Regions from separate parts of the Macaca mulatta genome. Here region 1 is linked to region 2. Evidence: chromatin contacts called from public Hi-C data. All regions are on one chromosome and are shown on one strand. Each heading gives the region's core, a stretch centred on a gene start, on an enhancer-like site or on the middle of the called end of the contact. The rest is flanking DNA. Distances are from core to core; before and after follow the strand shown. Region 1 holds the start of SUCO (SUN domain containing ossification factor). Region 2 holds the start of METTL13 (methyltransferase 13, eEF1A N-terminus and K55).

Region 1 (6,507 bases), core at 1,860-4,359, 750 kb before region 2:
ACACATAGACAGGTGTCAGTAAATATTAGCTATCATTGCTCTGTGCTGCAGCTATAGCGCATTTATGCCTAGAATACTCTATTCTACTTGATCAAAAATCATAAAGTATGCAACAGGAAAAAACAGCAAAAAAAAAATGAGTAATGACATAGAATAGATGAAATAGTTTTTCTGTGAACATAATCTAAGGTTAGTACTCTAGGCTGGAAGATAAAAGCAGAGGGGAGACATAATCAAGATCTATGAAATTATGATAGTAAACTTACCAGCAATATTGGTAGCATGAGAGGGGAAACCTTAGAAACTAGAATACTGTAGAATAGACATACAGCACTCAAAATCTTCAAAACAAATGGATCACAAAATTTTGAGACAATTTGTGAATAACAAAAGAGACAAAAGTGGCTACTAAAAGACACTCATCAACTCTTGCAAACGTTTTATCTAACCCTAGGACTTGCTGGTAGCCCTTTCTGTTAAAGGGAATGGGGTTGTTGGGAAAAGAAATACCACACCAGATTGCAGCAAAAGTTAGAAATCCATTAAGTGCCATTAAATTCAACTTGGCAAGAAAGCAGAGTCTTCAAAGAAAAAACGCACCCTTTGCCAATCATCACCACGTACCACTCCTCTTCCCCAATTTCATTCATCATCACCCTTCAAAAAAAAAACCTTTAAGCCTTAATGTCCTATTTTAGTGCCTTTTAATCGTTTTGCTAAAGAATAATTAAAATGTCTCTAAATTTGGTGGTCTAAACAAATCTCAAAATAAACTAACCCAATAGTTTCCTAAGCTAAAGTTTCTTAAAATGTTCACACTCTTTTCTTAAACTCTCCACATCCATTTTCCTCACTAGGAGTTAAAAAACTTTACAGAAGTTTATTACTACTTTCAATACCGGGCCAACCTATTTTTTCCCTAACAGGGAAATTCATTAGCTCTTCACTAGAGCTAATGATTGAAGATGAGAAAACATATTGAGGGTTAGCTTAATCAAAAGAGCCAGAAATTCCCAAAAGAAATAGAAGCAGAGTTAACTTAAATTTACAAATGATTGTAAGAATCACATTCTATTGCTTGATTTCATTTACACCATCTAACTTAAAAAAAAAAAAAAAAAAAAAAAAAAGCCAGAGATACTGGTGTTAGTTTTTAAACTTGAATGAAAGTGTTAACCTTTTCCTTATTCGCCATTTCAGAAAGTTTTGATGAATAAAAACATGGTTTAAAGATGGGCAAGACCAAGAAAAAAGAGGAAAGAAAATACAGTCTACGAGTATAACTAGGCAGCCCCAGAAAGAGATGAAAATGAATACAAGCTTCAGTATCTACAAATTTAAATTTAAAATGAGGTAAGTGGATTTATCTCTTACAGGCACTTCTCCGTACCCAACACAGTAAGTAGAAAGGGGAGGATTTTACTAAAAACGGGAGGTGGGTATTAAAAGGATTCAGAATGAAAGGTAAGAAGTCAAGTTTTTTTGTTCTCAAAAACTTCTACCATCCTTCCAATCAAAATCCCTCAGCCAGGCGAGACTTTTCTCTTCCCCTTGTTTATGTATTATTTTATGTGAGCAACAACTCTACAATTTCAGTGCCTCTGGAATCCATTAGGCATCCATAAGAATGAAAATAGTGTTGGTGCTCTGCAGAAATAAGCAAAACAGGAAACTTAATTTCTATTTTAATATAACAAACAGCAAATAGCCTTGACTAAAGAAAGATGTTTTCAGTCAATTGTCACATATCTTTGAAGAAATTCCCTGGGAGGAAAGAATGGCTTTTCCAAGTACGGTGAGAGCAGTCCTTCGACTTACAAGCTTTCTCTGCTCCTCAAAAAACTCCAGAAGTGCCTGCGATTAAACGGAAACTCCGTAAAACTTGGGGGGTGCTTTAGGGACAAAGCATTCTTCCCGCCTTCAAAATACAGTATTTACCTTCCCACTACTAAGGGACATTACCAAAAACTACTACACACACTACATCTAAGACACCCTCTCCACCAAACCAACTGAAAAAGTGCTTCATAACACACACACACACACACACACACACACACACACACACACGCTCCCCCAAGTTTCCAAAAACAGTGGCCCAAGTGTACTTGGGATCAAACACTGTGCGAGAATTGTCCAGGAGAACTACTGCTTATACATTACTCTTACCTTCATGACCACTCAGTTTTAAAATCGCACGCCCGGAACGTATCACATCCGAAGTGCTTTATCCCCTTACCACACTAAGAACGCAAAGACTGGCGGCAAATCGGAGCAACTTACTTACCATCGATCTGAATACCCAACCCCAAACCCTGCACCGTCTCCAAGGGGTAGAAGAACTGAGTACAAAGGCACTTGGTGGTTCCTTCTACCTCGGCACCTCTCTCTCTCTCCCACTGAGTCTCTGTAAATTCCAAAATACACCACGGAAATCTCCGCACAGAGCACTACCAGACCAGTCAGATGGAGAGTCCAGAAGTAATCGGTTTGTCCCTTCCAAGGGGGCCTTGGAAACCCGGACCCTAAAAGCCAAGATGACTTGGGGGTGTGACCTGGGCTGCTCCCTCCCCTATACTCCCTTCACGGGACTCCCTTGTCGCGGCTACTCACCAGACCAGAGAGCACAGAAAGAGGCAGGAGACCAGGGCCAAGGCCCGCCGGTGCTTCTTCATCTTCTCCTCCTTCTTCCCCCTGTCAGAAGGCGGCACATCCTCCCGGCAGCCGCCACTGCCGAAGCCAAGATGGAGGAGCCGGAGCAGGAGCGCGAGGATGGGACCGATAATCCTAAAGGCTGTGGCGCTGGCTGAGCGGCTCCTCAGTGGCTCGCGTCCTGGCAGCCCTCTCCGAGGGCCCCACAGCCGCGCGGACAGGGGCGCTTCACAGGACTCCGGGGACCGCCGCTGCTGCGGCCGCCGGCTCGTCCACGCCCGCCTCCAGAAGCCGCCGCCGCCGCCACTGCCACCCCGTATCCTCCCCGCCCGCCCGGGGCCTTGCTCCGTGAGACCAGCGACCAACGGCCGCCGCGTACTCGCCTCTCAACAGCCAATCGCCGGCGGGGCCGCGACACCTCACACACCGCTGAGCTGGAAAGCGACGCGTCACCCACGTCCCGCGGCGCCCACACCCCCACCAGCCTCTGCGTAGGCCACGCCCCCTCCGACGCCGCAGGCGGAGAAGCAGGAGGCAGGAGACCACAAAACGCAGGAGCAGACGCTGTCGCTGCTCCGCCGCCCCAGGTCCCGCCCCCTTGCGGGCTAGCGTTCAAAAGAGCCCCGTGATCGTTCGCATTCCCCCTTACAGTGGTCCGCCCCTCGTCCCGTGCGCGCTGAGTCCGCGCAAGCGCCCTTGGGAGTTGTAGTTTGCCTTCCAGAACCCGTTTTCTTCTTTCCCTGTCCCTCCTAGAATCCATGGTTTTGTTGCGGAAGTCTGTAGTTTCGCTGCTCACCACGAGACTGATCAGCTTTGGAAGTGTTGCACTCTTTTCCTCTTTTGAGCACAGTTCGTGGGATGGCCTAGAATGACGTGGTTGAGGGTTGCGAGGGAAGCTGTACTAATAAAATTTAAAGACCCTTTCCCTGTATCAATGGACTGCCCCATCGAGCTAGATGTTGATTGGTAGATAGAAAGGGGCGAGCCAAGAATCTCTCATCTGATTGGTTGTAGCGGAAAACCTTTCGCTTTTTCTTTCCTTCAGCAAGAATTTCGCCGCTGGCCGGGTTCCTCACTTGAAGAGTGTTTCGTTGGTTTTCGTTCTGTTGCTTTCGAACTTTGGGTTCTCTGCGATGGAGTCGGAAGGGAGGAGTTGTCTCCGTTAGAGGAGCACCCACAGACGCTCCAAGTCCTGAGGTTCACCGAAAGTGGGGAAGGCAGTCGCTTACACTCACCTAAGAGCAAGAAGTGACCACTTCTCAATACTAAGTAACGGGCAGCATGCCCATTCCAAGTCTTTACGCCGCTGAGGGGACGGAGGCTGCAATGGTCTGTGCCTTGGAACATGGCATAATGTTTAGTGTGAAAAATGTTTAAAGGTGGTGTTACTTATTGTTCATGTGGCCGTAGGGAAAAAACCCTCAGTAAAATGCCCACCTAACGCCTAATTTTGAGCCGCGGAATTTCCTTATGAACCTTCTAAGTTGAATTGTATGTTAATTGTAGTCCCAAAGAACTGAATGATTTCACCCACTCTGTAATTCTTGGATATAAGTCAGTTTGATGTTAGAGAAATTATACAAAGGGTGATAATTTTGGTTTTAAAGGTGTTCACCCTGAACTGCCTTTTCTGGCAGTAATTAGGTAACAGTTCCACTTATCTGCTGATGCTACTCTTAATATATGACAATAAAATCCTTTCATCTCTCACCTATTGCGGGAAGCAAATATTTATCTCACCCAAAAACAGTATCAAATGATTAATATGCAAGTTTAAAAGAAAGTAGGGGCAATGGAAGGGTAGGGATAAATTGACATTCTTTACCATGTTGGACACCCTTTTCCTCTTATTCCAGGAACTTTTATTCAGGATAGGAAACAGCTGAGGTATCCCTCAGCTGATCCTCAGTACATCACAGCCAAAGAAGTTATATTAGAATACATGCTTGTCTCAAATCTAGGAAGTTATCAAGCTACGTCTATCCCTCTCATCCCAAACTCACAGACCCATCCACTTATTTTCCACCAAGTCCCTGCAATGATTTTTTGGAATATGCAAGTACAAAGAATTTTACTTTTTTCTTTCTCTTTCTTTCCTTCCTTGACTGACTGCCTGCCTTCCTGCCTGCCTTTTTCTCTGGCAGTTGGAGCTTTATTAATACCCCCGTGGTAGGCTTCCCATTCACCTAATTATCATCCAATTATTAGCTTTTACTATTTCACTCTATAAATGTTCTTTTGTCTTTTTGAATTTCATTTCCATGGTTTCATGTTAAGGTTTAATCCTTCAGTACTCTGAGCTTTTTCCATTTTTCTCTTGGGCAAGTTTAATTTTCAACTATACTGTTGACTCCCAAACCTATTTCCCAACCTCTTCTCAAGTAGTTGCTGGACATATTAGTTAGATATTCTATCACTTCCAATTTTACCTGCACAAAATAGAACTCACTTTTCCCATAAATTAGCTTCTTTGCCTGACTTTCTATATTTATGTTGATTCTTTCCTATTCTAAGACTCCAGATGAAATAAATAGAAATTCCATAGAGCTGACCTTTAAAGAACTGGTAGACATTTTTCCACCTATCTGTTAAATATAATGAGAAAAAGAGGAGAGAAAATTTTCTTATAACTCAATAGACAAGTATAAGAAAGTAATAATTTATAAAATAAAACTAGTATAGATAAATGTCACCATACTTAAAAAGTATAACATATGCCAAAAATGGCAAGAAAGAATATAGGAAAAGTCAAAGCATGTATAATATATAATCTTTAATATATAATATTTAATTAATATATATAATCTTTTAAGGCTTAGGCTAATTAACCACCATCAACTACCCATTAACTAATACAGTAATTCTCAACCTGGGGCAGACTTCCCCCCAGGGTGAAATTGGCATTGTGTGAACACACTTTTTGCTTGTCACATTGGAGAAGTACTACTGGCACCTAATGAGTGGAGGCCAGGGATGCTCTTTCACATCCTACAGTGCACAAGAAAGCCCTCCACAACAAAAATTATTTGGCCTAAAAAGTCAAAAGTGCCAAGGTTGAGAAACCCTGCTATAACCGAATCTCCCAATTCAATAAAATCTATAAAGCACTGACCACACACAGGATAACTTGTTTGCCTTGCAGATCCTTGGATTATTCAGCAAGTCACTAGGGCCTAAACTGCACAATTAACATGAGTTCTCCCATTCCTAAAAAGTTGACTAAACCAGAAACTCTAGGCAGCTCAAGTCCCTGCCTTGATAAAGATCTGATACTCTGTTTGCTTATGGTGAAAGAGAACAAGCAGACCTTAAAAAAGGAACCAACCCCTTCTGGCTATCTCGTTTGTTCTTTATCTCATATACAAATCATATTTAAGATACCCAAGAGAACTGTTTGTCTAAGTTGGTGGTATTTCATGAGCAAGCTTTTACGTATTTTGATTTAGTTGAAAAATTACCTGCTCCTTTCAATATTATAAAATGCTGAGATCCTGTATGTCTCAGAAGGATCTTAGAGACCAATGACATTTAGATGCTTCCAGAGTAAAAGTCAGTTAAAACAGATGTTTCCTGGAAATCAGTCAAAGAAAGGTTGGGAGATTGAGAACACACAAATAGACAATAAAAGAGACTAAGATGGAAAATGGAAAAATGGTGAATGTAGCAATCAGCACTTAACAATTCAACCACATAAAAAGTATAAACAAAACTTTTAAAACTGTTCCCCCAATCATCTTCTTTATGTACATAAATATGTGTGTAGAATAGCATATACTTTCTTTCTTTAGTTACTCCCTACCTAAAAAGAGCCTTAACTACTTAGCCAAATCTACCTTAACAGAGCACTGATAATTT
Region 2 (7,186 bases), core at 2,290-4,789:
CACTTACTGCTTTCAATAATAATGGTTAATATTTACACAGCACTTCCAAGGCCAGGTACCATTTCTAAGAGCTTTTATACTTCTCACCACTATACCAGAGTTACACTCCCACTTTATAGGTGAGAAAACCAAGGCAGAGAAAGAAAAGTAACCTGTCTAATGTCATACCATCAGGAAATGACTGAGCCAAAACTGAAACCCAAACAGTCTGGTTCCAGAGCTCACTTTTTTAGCTGCTATCCTATGCTGCCTCTCTAAATTTTGCAGACAAGCACAGCAACTTTCCCAGGTCCTGCAGCTCACAGGATACAGCTGGGACTAGAACCTATGTCTTAGACTTGCTAGTCCAGCATTACTTCCATTACTCCATGCTACCAAGAAACTAGCATCTCTATGTCATATGTGACCTCCTAAATGTATCTCTATTCTCTCTCCCCTACCAACCCCATTCTCACAATTCATCAAGCCTTTGCAATGGCAAATGAGAAGGAATAGGTCTCAACTCGCAGTAGGTTGCTAGAAAGCTATTACTCTCTTTTCATCATGCCTTGGGTAGTCTAATCCTCTGGAAGTACAAACCCCTGCAAGATAAAAACAGTCAAGAATCCCACCAAAGCCCCAACCTAGCCTCAGCCCCAGCCCAAACCCCAGCCCAAGTCCCAGCCCCTGTAAGCCAGCCCCTCCAGGGAAGAGAGGGAGCAATCCCAACTCACTGATGAAAATCGCAAAATGATTGTCCCGCGATGGTTTCACAGTGGGGCTGTCCACCACGTGGAGGGTGTAGCGTGGCTCCCCCGTGTCCCCATCGCACAAGTCCAGAGACACACTCCCCAGCTTGGCCTTGCGGCGCAGCTGGCTGCACAGCCAGGCATACTGCTGCCGCTCCCGCACCGCCTCGGCCAGCTGCTCGGCACTCTCCAGCCGCACAGGCTTGCCCTGCTCCTGAGCACACAGCTCAAAGATCTGAAGGGCAGAGCCAGGGACTGGCCTGAACTTGGTCATGATGAAGGCAAAGACAGGCAAGGAGAACTGAGGCTCTGCTTCCAACACCTGGTCCTGGCTGTTGGCCACTTGGTGCACCCTCACCATCCACCCCTCCCGGGAGAAGTGGCCCACTGCTTTCTTCAGGATGTGAGCCTGAGCCAGGGAGATGCAGAGATAGCGACCGCCCACCTGCAGGACACGGCCAACCTCAGCCAGCATCCTGTCCACCTGTTGCAGGGTCTTCTCTTCCTCATCTGTCAGGACAGCATCCAGGGTGCCCTTGTCCAACACCACCTGGAACGAGGCATCGGGAAACTCCATCTGTGTCATGTCCATCTTCAAGAAGCTCATCTGGGGCCGTCGCGTGGCATTGCATTCCTTCATTTGCTTGATGACAACCTCACTGATGTCGATGTTCACTATATCCCGATAGCCCACATCATACAGTTGCTCACTCAGTTCTGAGTTGCCACACCCAATCACCAGCACCTGGAGAAAAAATTCGCAGACAAGAGGAAGGTAATCAAAGCAAAGGACTGTGCTTCAGGTACTTCAAGGAATCAAGTCTCACCTTGGCTGAGGCACATTTGCAGAAGGTGGAGATGCTACTACCAGGGAAACAGCAACATTGCAGAGCTGATTCTAGACTCTATCTTGAACCACCACATAGATACTCACTAGTGAAAACCACATTCAGCTACAATACAAGTTATATAAGAATGGGCTTTGTGTTGCAGAAACAAATTAATCATAATTGTTCTTTTCTCTAAAACATGCACTTATTACTTGGGAATTAATAGGAAGTCAGAGAATCCAAATATAGAGTTACAGTTGAAATCTTAGGCCGGGTATAACCATATTTCCTCAATCTACTCATGCCTTTGGCTCCATTAGACAATAAAGTACACTTTGTGAGGATTCAAATCTTACTTCCATCACAGATTCCATCTCACAATATTCAGCTATTTTCTGAAGCCAAACTTAAAATTCAGATTGTTGTCTCCCTCTCCAGGGAGCAATCTTCCATTCAAACTTAGAAATTCTGATATTGCCATCTCTGGAAAAGCATGGTACAAAGAGATGTGCATATGCTTTTGAGCCAGACAGGCCTGAGTTTAAATCCCCACATGACCACTTGGGCATGATCTTGGGCCAAAAAAAAAAAAAGTGGCTCTCAAGGCCTCAGTTTCCTCATCTGTAAAATGCATCCAGGGCCACTCACCTGAGTTTATGATGAGAATTGAAAGACTGCACATGCATATACACGGCACCCAATAAAGGTCTGGCACATAAAGCTTACCCGCAAATGTTAGTTTTCTACCTTTCCTCCTTCCCAACCTCCAGTACAATCTCACCTATTACCAAACCCATTATTGTACTTATCATGTTTCACTTCTGGAACATGTGCAGGGTTTATGTCTTAATGCTCTTATAGCTTAAGGACTGGGCACAGTGCCTGAAACTCGGAGAGCACTGAACAACTATTTGAAAAACAAATTCATACACAAGGTCACAACTGCCGCAGGTTGCACAGGAATACAGTGACAGAAGATTGGAAGTCACTCTTCAAGTAGGGTCATTAATCCAAGAATGAGTTGGGGTGGGAGGTTTATTACCTGCAAACCTTTAAAAAAAATTTTGAGACAGCGTCTCACTCTGTCACCCAGGTTGGAGGGCAGTGGAGTGATCATGGCTCACTGCAGCCTCAACCTCCTGGGCTCAAGCGATCCTCCCACCTAAGCCTCCTGAGTAGCTGGAACTACAGATGCGCGCCACCACGCCCAGCTATTTTTTTCATTTTTTGTAGAGACGAGGTCTCATTATGTTACCCCGGCTGGTCTCGAACTCCTGGGTTCAAGCGATCCTCCCACCTCGCTCTCCCAAAGTGTTGGGATTACAGGCGTGAGCCACCACGCCCAGGCTGAAAGAGTATTTTAGTTTGTCTTTTAGCAGGGACAATTCAGGAAATGCTGAAATATGCGTCCAGCTAGGGTCCTCCCGCCTGTCACTGTCCACCAAGTGCAAGACTCCTGTTACTAGTTCCCACCTTCCGGAGCACGTACGAAGGGCTGACAGGCCGCGCTCCTCACCTTTTCCCTGGGCTTGATGTATTTGTGTAGAACCCCGCACAGTTCCAGGTAGGTTCCATACCACTCGAAAGCTTTCTTTCCTCGCTGCTGGAAGAACTTCTCCCAGTAGTCAACGGAGCCAAACTCCTTGGAACTTTTAGGTAAGAGGTTCATGTTCCTACCGCCGGAGCTGCGTTTTCAAGACTCCCCTACTCCCTGTGAGATACCATCTGAGGAGCTTGCCCACCACACGCAGGCTCCGGGACGCTGCAGTGGCAATTCTTTCCACGGAAAAACAGCCACATTGATTTGTTCCCCCTGGATGACCCTTACACAACAAACGCACGGGCCACTGAATCTCACACACGCTCGCCCCCTCCTCCGCGCCTGCTGTCCTTGCCCCACGTGAAGAGTCCCTCACGCTTTTCCCGAGCTAGATTTCCGAGCCCAGCAACCATATCCGGGTGCGAGACCTCGTGATTCGTCGGCCGGCCCAGCCCATCCCAGCTAGTCGTTGGTCGCTGCTTTGCATTTCTATCACCTCATTGGCTGAGACGTGCTCGCCTTTCTCCCGAGGCTCGGTCGCAGGCACCTAAACGCTTTTTAGACGTGAGGCCGGCCGACCATTCACGGGACGGGGCGGGACCGCGGGCTGCACTTGTGGCGGAAGAGGCCGGGCCTCTGTGAGAACTAGGTCACGTCCGGGTGCCGAGGGAGCGCTGCTGTGCTGAGGCTGGGCCTTCCCTCTAGGCGGGGCGGAGAGCGCGCTTCCTTCCCGGGCTCGGCGTCCGCTTTGTCTTGGAGCCGGCTTAATCCACTGACTGCGATCGTGCGCCACACAGGGGCGGAGCGCGGCATACGGGAGCGTACTGATAACGGAAGATGAAAAGAAAAACCTATGCAGATCGGAGAGAAGTGAGGCAGGAAATGAGTAAAACCAGTCTGTCGTAAAAACGCTGCACATTCTAACCTTGTCAGCTTCTGCGCACCACCAGCCCCCGCCTTATTTTGCCACCTCTGCACCAAAATACAGGATTCTGCTATCAAAAGTGTAATAACGTGAAAATTCAGGACGAAAAAGTAACAAGTAGGCATTCAGAGGTGCCTCCCCTCCTTCTTCCTTCTCCCCTCAAAGCACAACATGCAAAACTCTAGCCTTTCATTTTGATAATTGGCCTCCTTGTTATTCTGACGTTACCTATAACTGCTTATTTTATTGTTTGATAAACATACTGTACTTTCACATGCTCATGCTAATACCCTGAGGAAGCTTCTGTGAAGGGCACTTTTTTTTTCAGACAGGGTCTCACTCTCGCCCAGACTGCAGGGCGGTGATGCAGTCATGGCTCACTGCAGTCTCCACCTCCCAGGGGTCAGGGGATCCTCCCACCTCAGCCTCCGAAGTAGCTGGGAATACAGGTGCACGCCACTACAGGTGGCTAATTTTTTTTTTTTTTTTTTTTTTTTTTTTTTTTAGAAATGGGGTTTCGTCATGTTGTCCAGGCTGGTCTCAAACTCAAGCGACCATCTCGCCTCAGCCTACCAAAGTGCTGGGATGACTGGTGTGAGCCCAGGCATTATTTGAAAATGATCAAACATGTGTATCATTGCGCCTTTCACACCATAATAAATTGCAGGAGAAATATACAGATTGAGGAGAGCAGATAGGCTTGGAATTGAGCATGTGTACTGTGGGCTGTTATATACTACACTAGCCAGGTAGACTGTTAATAGTTAAGTAGGTTAGATTGGACTTAAACATTGGTTTTAAAAAGTGATTCTCAAACTGGCATGCATCAGAATCACCTGGAGAACTTGTTAAAACACAGAATTCCCCCAGTCACATCCCAGTTCCGAGTCGTTAGTTCAGTGGTGAGGCCCAAGGATTTGTGTTTCTAACAAGTTCCCACAATGCTGATGATGTTGGTCCCGGAACCACACTTAGAACCACTGTTTTAAAATACAATTAAGAGATAAGTCAAAATGGATATGGTTCCAAATTCGCTATTTTCAATGGTAAATCTAAAAGCTTTCTACAAGTAACATAAGAGAAAATCTGTTTTCATGCTCCCCTTGCTGAGTTCACATTGTTCCTTTCTACCCAAGATAAAGAGAAGGAGTCCTTGAAGTAGCTTCAGCTACTACACCATGCAAGGTTCCGAATGGGTGAAATGTGGGTTCTTTAGGAAGCACGTATTGAGAGCAGAGGACATCACTTGGTACTGAATGTGCTACACAATTCCAAAGAAGCAAAACACCATCGCAGCCAGGCGCGGTGGTTCACGCCTGTAATCCCACCACTTTGGTAGGCGGAGGCGGGCTGATCACTTGAGATCAGGAGTTTCAGATCAACCTGACTAACATGGTGAAACCATGTCTCTAATAAAAATACAAAAATTAGCCGGGTGTAGTTATGTATGCCTGTAGTCCCAGCTACTCAGGAGGCTGAGGCAGGAGAATCGCTTGAACCCGGGAGGCAGAGGTTGCAGTGAGCCAAGAGATCGCGCCACCGCACTCCATCCTGGCCAACAGAGGGAGACTCCGTCTCAAAAACAACAACAAAAACAAGCAAATCCATAGCAGCTGCTCTGTGCCCCCCAAAGCTTTATTCAATTCAATTCAACAAATATTTTAATTGTCTAATAGGAGCCAATCACTGTGGTAGAAGCTAAGGATGCAATGGTAAGCATGTTAATCACGTGGAGGGCACATTAAACAATTACAAAAATAACCTGTAATGGGGGTTATAAGTGCTGTGAAGGAGAACCATACCAGTCCAAAATAGTATATCTTTGTGACCCCTACTGATCTAGGGGGTGACCAGAGAAGGCTTCCCTGAGGAAGGGACAAAAATGCTATATAATCTGACTGCTTAATATCAGCATGACATAGGTGAGAAAACAAAAAGCATGGTTCACCCTCTAGAACCTTTACAAGAACTTTTGGCTGCTGCTTTTCCCTCTGTCTCTATTGTCTGTTCTGTTAAGGTCATGTTATTAGAAAAGACAAAGTTATTTCTATCACAGCCCAGGCTCCAGCCCCATATTTGATGCTCTAAAAGTATGATTACTGTTTGCAATGTTTTTCAGACCAAGAGGATAAGTAACTTACCTTTTTCCATCGGTGCCTGCCTCCCTTCTGTGAGCCTAAAAAAGTGATAACAACCAGAACATTTTAAGCTAAAACATACTAGAGATTTTCTAAAATTGTAAGATTAACACAGAAATATTTTAGATATATTGTAACATTAGACCCTAGCATTAACCTTTCAAAATACTTATTTGAAGCTTATTTCTCTCAAGGTTTAACTATGAAATATAATTGATAGGTATGTGTTATCATTATTATAGTTAGTTAATTTAAGCCAATAAGATGTTAAAATGCTTTGTGTTTTGTTAGGATCCCCAGAGTGGTTACCAATATGATTTAAAATGCAAGTTAATTTTAGATAAAGCCCTTCAGTATTGTGGAGTTTTTTCCTAAAAATATAAATCCAGACCTCTGGATATATAATTTACAGTCAAATTTACTTAATTGAAACATACTCATTATTGTGGTAATAATATTCAGTTGATTGTTACTACGATTAATTGTAAAATTAAAAAAGAGGAAATAAAAAGCATCTCTTGACAATTTGGGAGGCAGAGGATGAGAGAGGCAAAATAATGCTCCCCCAAAAATGTCTACCTCCTAATCCCCAGAACCGAAACTGTGAAGGTAACAGGTTACAAGGCAAAGAAGAATTAAGATTGTAGATGCCATTAAGGATGCTAATCAGCTGAAGTAGCAAAACTATCTAACTGAGCTCAATGTAATCACAAGAATCCTTTTTCATTTCTTTTTTTTTTAAGATGGAGTCTTACTCTGTTGCCCAGTCTGGAGTGCAGTGGCACAATCTTGGCTCACTGCAACCTCCGCCTCCCAGGTTCAAGCAATTCTCCTGCCTCAGCCTCCTGAGTAGCTGGGGATTACAGGCGTCCACACACCCAGCTAATTTTTGTATTTTTAGTAGAGACGAGTTCTCACCATGTTGGCCAGGCTGGGTCACAAGGTCCTTTAGAGTGGAAGAGGGAGAGACAGAAGGGCTTGGCCCAATGTTTCTGGCTTTGAAGGAAGGCAGCCATGAACCAAGG

What was found. Hi-C and Micro-C count contacts between places; a contact is called where the count stands out from the background.
Region 1: a contact with region 2 is called in a Hi-C map of fetal cortex germinal zone, with 5 times the contacts expected there. The contact joins the promoter of SUCO here to the promoter of METTL13 in region 2. A contact is called at or near these places in 2 of 14 Hi-C or Micro-C datasets (fetal cortex germinal zone and fetal cortical plate).

Annotation. Positions count from the first base shown.
Region 1 is chr1:30,026,287-30,032,793 of T2T-MMU8v2.0, reverse strand. It overlaps SUCO (SUN domain containing ossification factor), which reads right to left and starts at 3,109. Exons shown (of 23, transcript XM_015124042.3): 1 at 2,614-3,109. The coding sequence starts at 2,675.
Region 2 is chr1:29,280,956-29,288,141 of T2T-MMU8v2.0, reverse strand. It overlaps METTL13 (methyltransferase 13, eEF1A N-terminus and K55), which reads right to left and starts at 3,539. Exons shown (of 8, transcript XM_077999923.1): 1 at 3,075-3,539; 2 at 1,174-1,473. The coding sequence starts at 3,227.